2 separate regions of the Zea mays genome follow, and region 2 is linked to region 1. A link is a contact called in public Hi-C data. All regions are on one chromosome and are shown on one strand. Each heading gives the region's core, a stretch centred on a gene start, on an enhancer-like site or on the middle of the called end of the contact. The rest is flanking DNA. Distances are from core to core; before and after follow the strand shown.

Region 1 (5,325 bases), core at 2,133-4,632:
CTTAATCTGCCAAAAATTGGCCTGCGAAATTCCTCACTGCCTTACCAAGTGACATCTCGCAGACTAATGTTCCTAATCTGCCAAAAGTTGGCCTGCAAAATTCCTCACTGCCGTACCAAGTGACACCTCCCAGACTAATGAAGGATAGCAAGGCAATAGGATAGAAACAAACGAGAAATACGGGGGGTGTGTGTCTTTTAGGTCAGGGCTTCTGGAAGTCACCACTTCAATCCTGAGAAGAGAACCATGGAAGCCCTTTCTTGATTTAGGTTACCCTACAAAATGAAATCTGCAAGGTGATGCCATCACGCTAACAAAACCAGTTCCACCTGGTGAACATTTTTTTCTGGAAGCTCACAAATTTGCAGGAAGAACATTGTAAAGAAGAAGAAAAAAAATAGTACGAGTACCAAACTAGCAACACAACTCCCCTTGTGCAAAGGTAACTTCGTCTTCAAAAGAAACTAAGCCCTATTGTAGACATATAAGATCAGACACTAAAACAAAATATCTTAATCCATACATGTCGACCTGTATTAGCAGCAGCATGTTAATATTTGCAAAATTGATAAGTTGACGCGTGAATGTACCATTCATTTTCTTTTGAAGGAATCTGCTCTCCAGACATGCTCTATTCAAATATTTTCAAAGCTCTTGACTAGTCCACCTCAAGAAAGTACTCATGCCATTGCCAGCTAAACTCCGATACTAGTAATGCAGAGTAACATAATTCTTTAGTAGTGGCCAGGCTTATTAGTGACCCTTCCAAAGATCTGAAAAGCGGATAATTAATGAAAAGATATTTGTGTAATCTAATAACAATGGATGAGACATAAGAGACGTGGACACCCTCTGCACTTCAGCAATAAGAAATTCCAATCGCGAAATTACCAATGTGTCTTAATGATGGTAACAAACTAATCTATTTGGTCCTCGCAGTAAAAAAAACTGATTTATTGGAATGAAGTCTTTAACATGTCATTAACATCGAGGATAGAGACCATTGCCCGATGATAACTACATTTGGAATCTCAGGTTGTTTTACTAGCAGTAGGATAGAGGAGACAACCCATATGCAAAGTCAACCACAGGAAAGCAGTCTCACTGTCACAAAGTCATAACTGTAACCTGCAAGCCTTAATCATTAGAAACATTCTAAGAAACGCAGGAATCAAAACCAAGTAGAAACTGTTCTCCAGGAATTGTCAGCATCAGATGAGCCTTTTTCATTTCACAATCCAAAAATGAATGACATGTGCATGAAGGCATAATCTGGCTCCTTTTCCAAGGTTACCTTCAACTTCCACTGAAAGAGGAGAAAAATTTTCGAGACTTTGTGCATGAAACTGAAAGAGGAGAAAAATGTACATTATATATATAATAACTTGTGTCCACTGGTGAGAGCATCTGAATATCTCAATCCCAGTGCTGACACATTAGATGGTCACAAGGCTGTTTCACTTGAAAAGAGTTAACAGTAGGATGCTTCAGTCTTCCATATCACACAGGACATCATGGGCCAGAATAGTGAACTGTAGAGAGATTCACTATTGCGCTAGAGGACTTGATATGATCTTTATCTAACCAAATGTTAACACTGTACAAATAGCTAAAACAGCAGACAGCAAGCATCAAAACTAGAGATGGTGCCTTCTTGAATATTACACATATGAGACACTCAGCTAAATGTACCATGCATAGCACCAACAAGCTAGATACCAAGATTCCTAGAAGCCATTCATCTCCAGAAGGTAAGTGCGTCTCTTCATCAGCGCCTTCACAGCAGCTTTAAATGGCCCATCGAATGCTCCAAAGACGAATCCTTCGGCTTCCTTGCGGTTAGGGTGGCTTCCATTGCTTCCCTCAGGTGAGGGTTTGATAGCCACCAAAGTAGCGCCTTGCAACGCCATACCACCAGGCAGTTCAACATATGGAGCATACTTGAGCTTCATGTTGCAGGCTGGGACCTGAGTCCTGTTGGAACATGCCGAGGTCGACAACTGGTTCTCTCTGAACTCCTCCAGCTGCTTTGCCCCCATGCACAATGTGCCTTGGCCATCAGCATCTGTCAGTACCAAGCTCTGTAGTGTGGGATGGCCATTGATGATTGAGCGGAGAAGATAGTGCCTTGTTGATGCCGCGATTAGAGAGCTGATTGTCCAGACGACACGAAGTTTCAGCCCACCATTGGTATAGAAAGACTCTGGCATGCTTCCATTGTCCTCCAAAGCTGGCTCATGCTCTCCACCAACAGGCTTGCGGTCAACCCGGGTACCCCCCAGGATCACACAATTCTCAAGTGTGCTCCCATACTCTGCTCGCCATTTCAGGAGAACTCCCTCCTCAGTACCCACATCCCCAGAGGGGAGCTCGATCCGAAGGTTCCTGACGTGCGTGAAGTTCCTGAGCACCTGTGCCGGTGAGTGCTGCGAGAGCTGCGGGAACAATGGCCTCGCAGTACCATTAGGGCTGCGCATGTTGTGGAACGGCTTGATGATTGTGAAGAGCATCAGCTTCAGGAAGTGCGAGAAGATGCTCCGAGGCTTCGGCGAGGACAGGTTGAGCGTGCCCTCGGCGTCGCCGTCGACCGCAACGACGCGGTCAATCTTGACATACACATCATGGACGAGGGAAACGAGCCCACAGAGCCGCTTGGACACGGCGTAGCACCGGCCGAGCGACCGCACGTCCTCGACCTTGTTCAGGATGAGCAGGACGAGCGAATCCGGCAGGCAGTCGAAGTGGTCGACCTCGCGCACCGGGTCGGCGTGGATTCGTGCCTTGGGATGCATCACACGTCACACCTTTCTGCCACGCAGCGAGGCGAAACGCCCCCCGAGATTGCCAGGAAAGGCTGGCCCACCCAAATGGCAGGAATCGCGCGTCGACTCGACGCGACTAGCTGAACAGAGAACGAAGACATCGGTGATAAGAACACGGGTCAGCGAGTAGAGAAAAATGGCAAGCGCATAACTAAGCCTGCGCGTCCGCATGCATCAGACTTCAGAGGTTCCACCATGAAACGACAAGAATCTCAAACCGAGAACTGCAACAAGCAAATCGAAGAATGGTGTACCTGAGCCACCGGCACCGGCACCGCAGTCGCGATTCCATCTCAGGCCGGCAAATTGAGCTCGAAGCTGGGCTGGCCCCCGCCAAGAGCCCGACCTCTCGCCGAAACAAACCTGGATCCGGCGCCGGAGAGCACCGGTGAAGACCTGATCCTTCCGAGGAGCGAGGAACAGCTTGAACCGGGTGGTCCTAGCACAAGAGGGGTGCAAAATTTCGCCAAACCGAGCACGGCTCAGCTCCCGCAGGTAGCTGGAACATCGGAGGGTTCCGAATTGGGAGGATTTTTGCCGAGAATCCAACGAGGTTAGGGTTTATGGAACGAGCAGTCGAGGACTTTCCTCCTCCTTCTCTTTTAAATTCTTAGAGATAGAGGAGGATGAGGTACCGTGCAGTGCAGATGCAGCGTTGGAATGCTTTTTCCTTCTCTTTCTCACCCCGTCCGAAGCAGCTTTTAATACTGGGCTCAGAGCCTTGGAGTTGGAGGTCATGGCGCCGTTAAGTAACGGCTCCGTGCCGTCCACCCACGTCAGCATCAGAAAACGTGCTTATCTCTCGCTAAGAATCTTAAAAGAATTTATATGTGATATCAGGATAGAAATGATCTAGGCTAAGAAGTTTGTTCTTATGTGCATTTGTATTCATCACAATTCACATACGTCAAAACTATGGTGTATATATGTGGCCTGATGACGAATTATAGGTAGACAATATATATTTATTTTCCACTTGATTGGTTCGCTACTTGCACATAACCTAGCTTGCGCGAGCGTGCCGTGGCTAGGCGTATGAGTGGATGCAGACAAACAACGTTAAAATGGTTTGTTTTGCATATGCTAATGCAACATGTGTGGCCGCGCAAACGACAACCAAATATGTGTTTAAATAAAGTTAATATACGCGATGGTCCAAAATGAGATAGAGCGGGCTACCAATCATACGGTTTATGAATGTATAGTGAACTAATTTGGCGTCACAATTTTTTTGCGCTTTTTCTCTCTCTCTATACAATCGATCAAATACAAGAATATTTGGCTTAAAACAGCTCTGTACATTATTTTGTTAAGGGGCAAAAGGGGGACGAAGTGAGGTATATATATAGTACAGAAAACAGCTAATCTGTTTACTACTCTCCCATGTGAAAAACCCGGTTGTTTTTCATAATCAGATGGTGTAACAACTATCTCCCCGTTAGCAGTAGTAATAATCACAGAAGTTGCGGTCAGCTCCCAAGCGGCGTGCCGTGACTAGTTAAGAGAGGGACAAGGAAGGAAGCACGAGCAGCAGGAGGGACAAGGCAGCATAATGGCATGTCCAGACGGGGATGAGAGGGCGAGGCCGACATGGACCTGGACGGACGTGTGCGGCGCGGATGGATGGATGGAGCCAGGGGGCGACGACGACCGCGCGGTGCAAGCGACGGCCGCGTCGTTTTCTGCTGGCGATTCGACCGAGAGGACGGACAAACGGATCCTCCTCTCCCGGCCGGAGGAGCTGCCTGCCTGTTCCTGGCACGAACGATCTGCGCCCGCTGAAGAACTGATCAGGCAAGTAGATTTTTTTATATACTTAGGGCTAGTTTGGGAACCATTAATTAGTTCAATCTTTTTTTAAAAAAAATACTAATCCCTTGAAAAAATAGAGTTTTCAAACTAGCGCTTACTACTAATAAAAACCGAGAGAGAGAATGAGATTGGGAGAGGGGTGTCGTGTTCTTGTTCGCTGCCGTCGTCATCAACGATACGCGGTAAGAAAAGGCTAAAAAGACCGGACGGACGAGAGTAGCAGCGACCGACTTGCTTGGTTGGCACCGGCAGGGGGTGCCGTGGAACGCTACGACTGTGACGAGAAGCGCCGCGAACACACACACGGGTGCCTGATCTTAAACACGGAGACGGATCAGCAGCTGGTTTCTTGAATCCAAGACTCCTGCAGCCACCAGGACGTACTTGTCGTCTTCTACAAGCCGACGTCGTCTGCTCTGATCTTATTAAACGCAACGAGATGCAAACTGGCGCAAGCTTTCCAGGCAGCCAGCCTGCCTTGCCGGCCGAACCCGCCGAGGACGAACCACCTGGCCGATGAGAACTGATGACATCAGCTGGCGCGCGGGCGGCTGACGGTTTCTGCCGCCGGCGCCGGGCACCGTGACCCAGCCTGGCAAATGCAAGATGCTGTGCAGCATGCAGCGGCACTGCACAGCCGCCATGAGCTATCCGGGGGGCGACGGAATGGAATTGAATGTAACAGCACCAT
Region 2 (5,296 bases), core at 943-3,442, 190 kb after region 1:
CTTTTGCTAGCAGTGTTCCACTTGACAGGTCACAGGATGACGACGAACAGGGACGTGCAGGAGGAAGGAAGGCACAGGGTCAGCCGCCGAACGTGTTATTTCCTTGTCTGCCTGACGACGACTGAGGCACAGTAGGGCAGCCAGCTATTGTTTCTTTCTCTGCAAGGCCAGGCTTCATTTGGGCTACGTCGGTGTGTTTGTTATTTTCCTTTGCAGTCTCGTTTGGATCATTGGAATTGAATTACAATCTAATAATAGTAATTTAGACATTATATTAATTAAGATAATTCAGTTTTATGTAAAATATATTTGTATACTATTTTTAGCAAAATGTCGGAGATATTTATGTGCTACATTTTTACTATAGAGGAGTGAGACGAAGAGTGCCATGTAAGTTACAGAGTAGAAACAAATTCTACTAATGCATAAAACCATTTCGTATCCTCCACCCCATAAATTTGAGATAGACATATATATCAACTTTGGGAAATGGTGGAATATCAAATTCCAAACTAAATAAGTTAATTTATTGAGTGAATTCTAATTTCTCTAAAATAAAGGGATCCAAACGGCTGTTAGAAGAATAGCTAGGCTTGATTTGGGCCGAATCCTTTAGAATTGCCAGGCTTGATTTGGGCTGAACCGGTCATCTGAGCAAGCGTATGTGGACCAGGCATCCATCCTCGATTTTGAACGCCCGAGACCAAGATACAGTTACATCAGACAGGGCGGCTGTATCCAAATAGGTCTGCTCACTAGTGCCGTGAGTCCGTGACAGACCCACACCATTGCTCTCGCAAGCCGCTTGACGCTTGTAGTTCACGTTTACTACTACTACTACTTTCTTGCAGGAATTCGGTTCCTCTGTCCCGGACAGGAGCGTCCCCTGACACTGACAGCGACGACCTTTGATCTCGTGGGGATTCCCTCTGCATTCCAACGTCGTAAGCTGCACCAACCAATCATTTGCGAGCGCAAAATCCTTGTTGCCAAGTCCAACAACACTAGGATAGTAAAACCTCTGAAAAAGTCTCAAAACACAGAAAGGCGAACGGAGACACCACCACATGAAAACAGTAGAATGGTGAGCCAGTGCGGTTAACTGTCTACGCATGCGCCGGCGCCGCAGACCGCGTCACGTTTCGACAGCAACGCGTGTCCCACGTCCAATAGCTGGGCGGCACCTACCCAGGAGATATTTTCGATCGCCGGACCCCACGCGCCCCGCCGGCGCCACACGTGTCGACGCGCCAGGGCGCCCTGACGCTGCGGTCGTCTGTCCCGGTACCGGTCCGGGCGGCCACCCCGCGGGAAGCACAGAACTACAGAAGCAACCCGAAGCCGGTTCGAAAGATGTTGCCGGCTTGCCGCCGGTAATAATTGGGCGCCGGGTGCGTGCGCCCGCGGCCCCCGCGAACCCGAGGGTGAGCGCCGGACACGCGTCCTCCACCGAGGGCCGCGAAGGCACGTGGCCGGCGGGGCGAGCGCGGGTGCCGGGACGCGTGTCCGGTATACTTCCGCCGTCGCCCGTCGGCACGTCCGGTTTTAGCGTGGCGTGGCGTGTCAGCGCGTTGAAATCGTCCGGCGAGTGCGTGAGGCTGGTGGTGCGATGACGCGACAGTGAACGTGAACCATGGCCGGCGGATAAAGCACGGTCTGGGTGATTTGCAGTGTCCTGTGCCGTTCGCACGCAACGCAAACGCAGGCATGGTTGGTTCACGTTCGCTGTCGCTGCGCCGACCAGGGCAGCAGGAACAGGACACAGTAGTACGGCTAGGCTGGTTCGGGATCGCGACGCCGCGAGACTGTTCCAGAAGCTTTTAGGCTGTTTGGATCAATGGTGCACCACCGCAACCAAACAAACACCCTTTGTTTTTTCCGCTTGCGTTTCGTCTCGTCCAGGGAACAACAGCACGGGGGGCAGTCGGCCAACGCCCACCGTCAGTGCTCAGCGCGGCGCTCGCACAGGGAGGGATTAGCGCGTAATAGTCGAGATATTTAGAGGGGTGGAGTGCGTTCGATGCCTGGGAGGGATTGGTCCCCTTGTCGCGCGTCCATAAAGACACAAACACGACGCGAATCGGGTCCGTGTCCGTGTCCGTGTCCGCGCACAGCGCACTGCACCTGACCGCCGGCAGCGGACGGGCGTATATAACCGGCTACGGCCTGTGAAAATTGCGGCACGCCGATATTGGACACCGAATGAGCGAGCTGCGAGCACCAGTTTAGGCAAGTGAGCAGCTCGCCAGTTGTCGGTCGCGGCCTCCTGCGCTCAGCGCTTCGCTCGCGGTGCCGGTGCGTGAGGTGAGGTTGATGGGCGCGGAGGGATGAGCGAGAGCGCCTTGACCATAAGGCGGCTGAGCGGGCCGTCGAACGGCGGCGGCAATGCGGGAGCTAGCTCTTGCGCGGTCGGCACCTGGGGAGGAGGAGGCGGCGGCGGCGGCAATGCGGCGCGCATCCGGGGCGTCAACGTGGGGCTCATGGACGAGAAGGTGCTGCAGCTCGTGTTCCTGGCGCTCAACTGGGACCCGCAGTCGCTGTGCGCGGTGGCGCGGGTGAGCCGGCGCCTGCGCGCCGTGGCGGAGCGGGTGCTGTGGCGGGAGCTCTGCGTCTCGCGGGCGCCGCGGATGGTGGCGGCGCTGACGGGAGGCCCCGCGGGCTCGGCGCCGGCGGCCGGGCGCGTCGGCGGCGGGTGGCCGGCGCTGGCGAAGCTGCTGCTCTTCTGCTGCGGCGCCGCGGGCGCGGGCGTGACGGGCCACTTCGCCCCGGTCTCCCGCTTCTCCAAGACGTCCGGGCGGAGCTTCCTGCCGCGCCGCTGCGCGGGGGACCTGCTGTACGTGTCGGACCCCTGCGAGCACGCCGTGGCGGGCGCCGACGACGTCGGCGTCTACCGCGGCGTGTTCCGCGGCTTCATGCGGTCCCGGACGCGGGCGTGGCTGGTGGGCCACCGCGCCGCGCTGGACCCCCGCGCGCGATGCCCCTACTGCGGCGCGCGCGTCTGGAGCATGGCCGCCGCGGGTCTCGCCCCGCGCAGCGCGTCCCGCAGGCTCGGCGCCTACGAGGGCCGGCTCGAGTACTTCGTCTGCGTCAGCGGCCACCTCCACGGCAGCTGCTGGCTCGCGCGCCTCTCCGACAGCGAGGGCACCGGACCCGACGCCGACGACACGTCCGCCGGCGCCAGCGACGAGGACGACGCCGACCTGTGACGCCGATCGACGGGAGGGACGTGTACAGAGTATTAGATAGCGTCAACTTGCCATTTCTCCACCTTGTTGTCTTTGATTCATCTTGTAAAGTTGTAAATTGTAATGCGGTAGTTCTAGCGTTCTGCACTTGCCCTGTTGGCTATTGCTGCATTGCATTTCACTGCAACCCACTTCGTGCTTGAGCACTAGCCACCGTGGTCTGCTCGGTGCCTCGGTATTTCACATGGGCCACGGCCTTTCCTTATTACTAGATCAGGCGGCGCCCATTCAGGCGCCCTATCCAGCACGAGGAAAGCACCATCAAGCACCAGGAAAAAATAGGAGTGAGGTGTCACTTAGAAACTTCTTCAGAAAGAATCAGAATCCTAGCATCCTCAGAAATTTCTATATATGTGTAAAGAAGGGACATGTTTAAGGTCATTACCCTCCACTCGATAACACAAAATGGTACTGCTTGAACTGATTACTTAGTCCTCAATTCAGGATCACAAAGTGGAATTTTGTTGGCGTTGCTAAGGCATCAACATTTAGGATCATTTTTAACACTCATTACTGTAAGTGACATGGAAGATATACTTCTCCAAAGAATTTTTTTCAAAATATTTCTATGTAATGCAAATTTTAATCCTCAGCTATTATTGTGCATAAACCAGACAGAATCTTGTGATAATTTGGTACTGGGACAAATGTTAAATAAATATTGTATACAAGTAACAATATACAGTACAACGATGTGAAAAAACATGCATGTACATGAAAACAAACGGTAATCTTTTTATTATTATCATTGTGAAAAAAATGAATGATACGATGTTTTCTTCAAAACTATATCCTAAACAGTCTCATCTCTGTAGTTTATAGACATCTGGTGGCTATATAGACTTTCTTGAATATATTTATCTATTCCCAAGCTAGATAACTGAACAACCGCTACAGATTCTCTTGGAAGCAAATTAGTAGTTTAGTACGCTTGACCAAAAAAAAGGTTGGACAGTACAAGCCAACTATGTTTTTTAAAATTAAAATTAAGAGTGAAAGCAACCAGACCACAAACATGATTGGCGATGTTCAAAAATTAACATGTCCTAGTGCAGGACATTCAAAACCAACCCAGCTTTGATAACTGCAAGTCTACAATAGAAGAACATGACCATGCAACGATCAATGTCCCGAAACAGCACCAACAGGAAAGGCTTACTTTGAATCAAATTTTCAATATCCTCCAAGATAGAAAGAAGGTGACGGCTAAAGCATCATATACCTCATCATCGACCTTCAAGTTTAACATCGAATTTTATCAGTATGCCAATCATTCAATAGTATAAACATTAATAATGTTCAAAGCTGAGAAGATCAATAAGAGTGCTATAATTGCTAGTAATACTTGCGATCTCATCTTCCGTGAAAATTTCGATTTTTTGACTCATTGAACCCATGGGTGAGATCTGCAATCATAAGCTAGTTTTCTTCGTATTGTGCTCCAGGCCAGTGATTTGGGTCCCATGTTCAAGATCTAAAGTTGATAGCCTGATAGAAAAAAATCGGTGTCGTTACTTTCAAGACGAGGTAAATGTTGATTCATCTAACTTCCATCTGTCATGTGCAGAGGGTACTGTATTTGCTATTAGTTTCCTACAAGACCTGAACATTTCAGTTAGCATAGCGCACAACGTAATGAAAAATATTTGCCCTTTTGTTTAAGGAGACATGAACGAAATTCGACCTATCACCTATGTGCTTCTGTAGAATCCTATAACATTTTGTTGAGAATTTAAGGAATTCAACGAGGCCAATTCATGGGTTTATCCAACACTTGTCACCCCAGCTGCAATGTACTACTATCTTTCATCTTCGTTTTGTTTAAGAACACCAGCAATCCAAAAGGGTTATCTAGTTAGTTTTCAGTAGGAATTCGAATCGCAGGTTTTGCTCAGCTGAGCCGATTGGATGCTCCGAAGGAAAATCTCTGGTATTCCTACAAAATAAAATGGAGCCACCTAATGGATGCAAATATGTAATTCATAGGCAACCTGGGAACTCAAACTTCATAGGCAAGTTGGCGACTTTCAGTTTCCTCCTAGTTCTAAATC

The links. Hi-C and Micro-C count contacts between places; a contact is called where the count stands out from the background.
Region 2: a contact with region 1 is called in a Hi-C map of leaf, with 7 times the contacts expected there. The contact joins the promoter of LOC100381774 here to the promoter of LOC100279399 in region 1. A contact is called at or near these places in 2 of 25 Hi-C or Micro-C datasets (bundle sheath and leaf).

Annotation. Positions count from the first base shown.
Region 1 is chr8:122,505,773-122,511,097 of Zm-B73-REFERENCE-NAM-5.0, forward strand. It overlaps LOC100279399, which reads right to left and starts at 3,383. Exons shown (of 1, transcript NM_001152411.1): 1 at 1,356-3,383. The coding sequence starts at 2,792. The coding sequence ends at 1,728.
Region 2 is chr8:122,692,999-122,698,294 of Zm-B73-REFERENCE-NAM-5.0, forward strand. It overlaps LOC100381774 (EID1-like F-box protein 3), which reads left to right and starts at 2,193. Exons shown (of 1, transcript NM_001174574.1): 1 at 2,193-3,370. The coding sequence starts at 2,328. The coding sequence ends at 3,206. It overlaps LOC100194189 (a long non-coding RNA gene), which reads right to left. Exons shown (of 3, transcript XR_557635.4): 2 at 4,591-4,733; 3 at 4,032-4,479.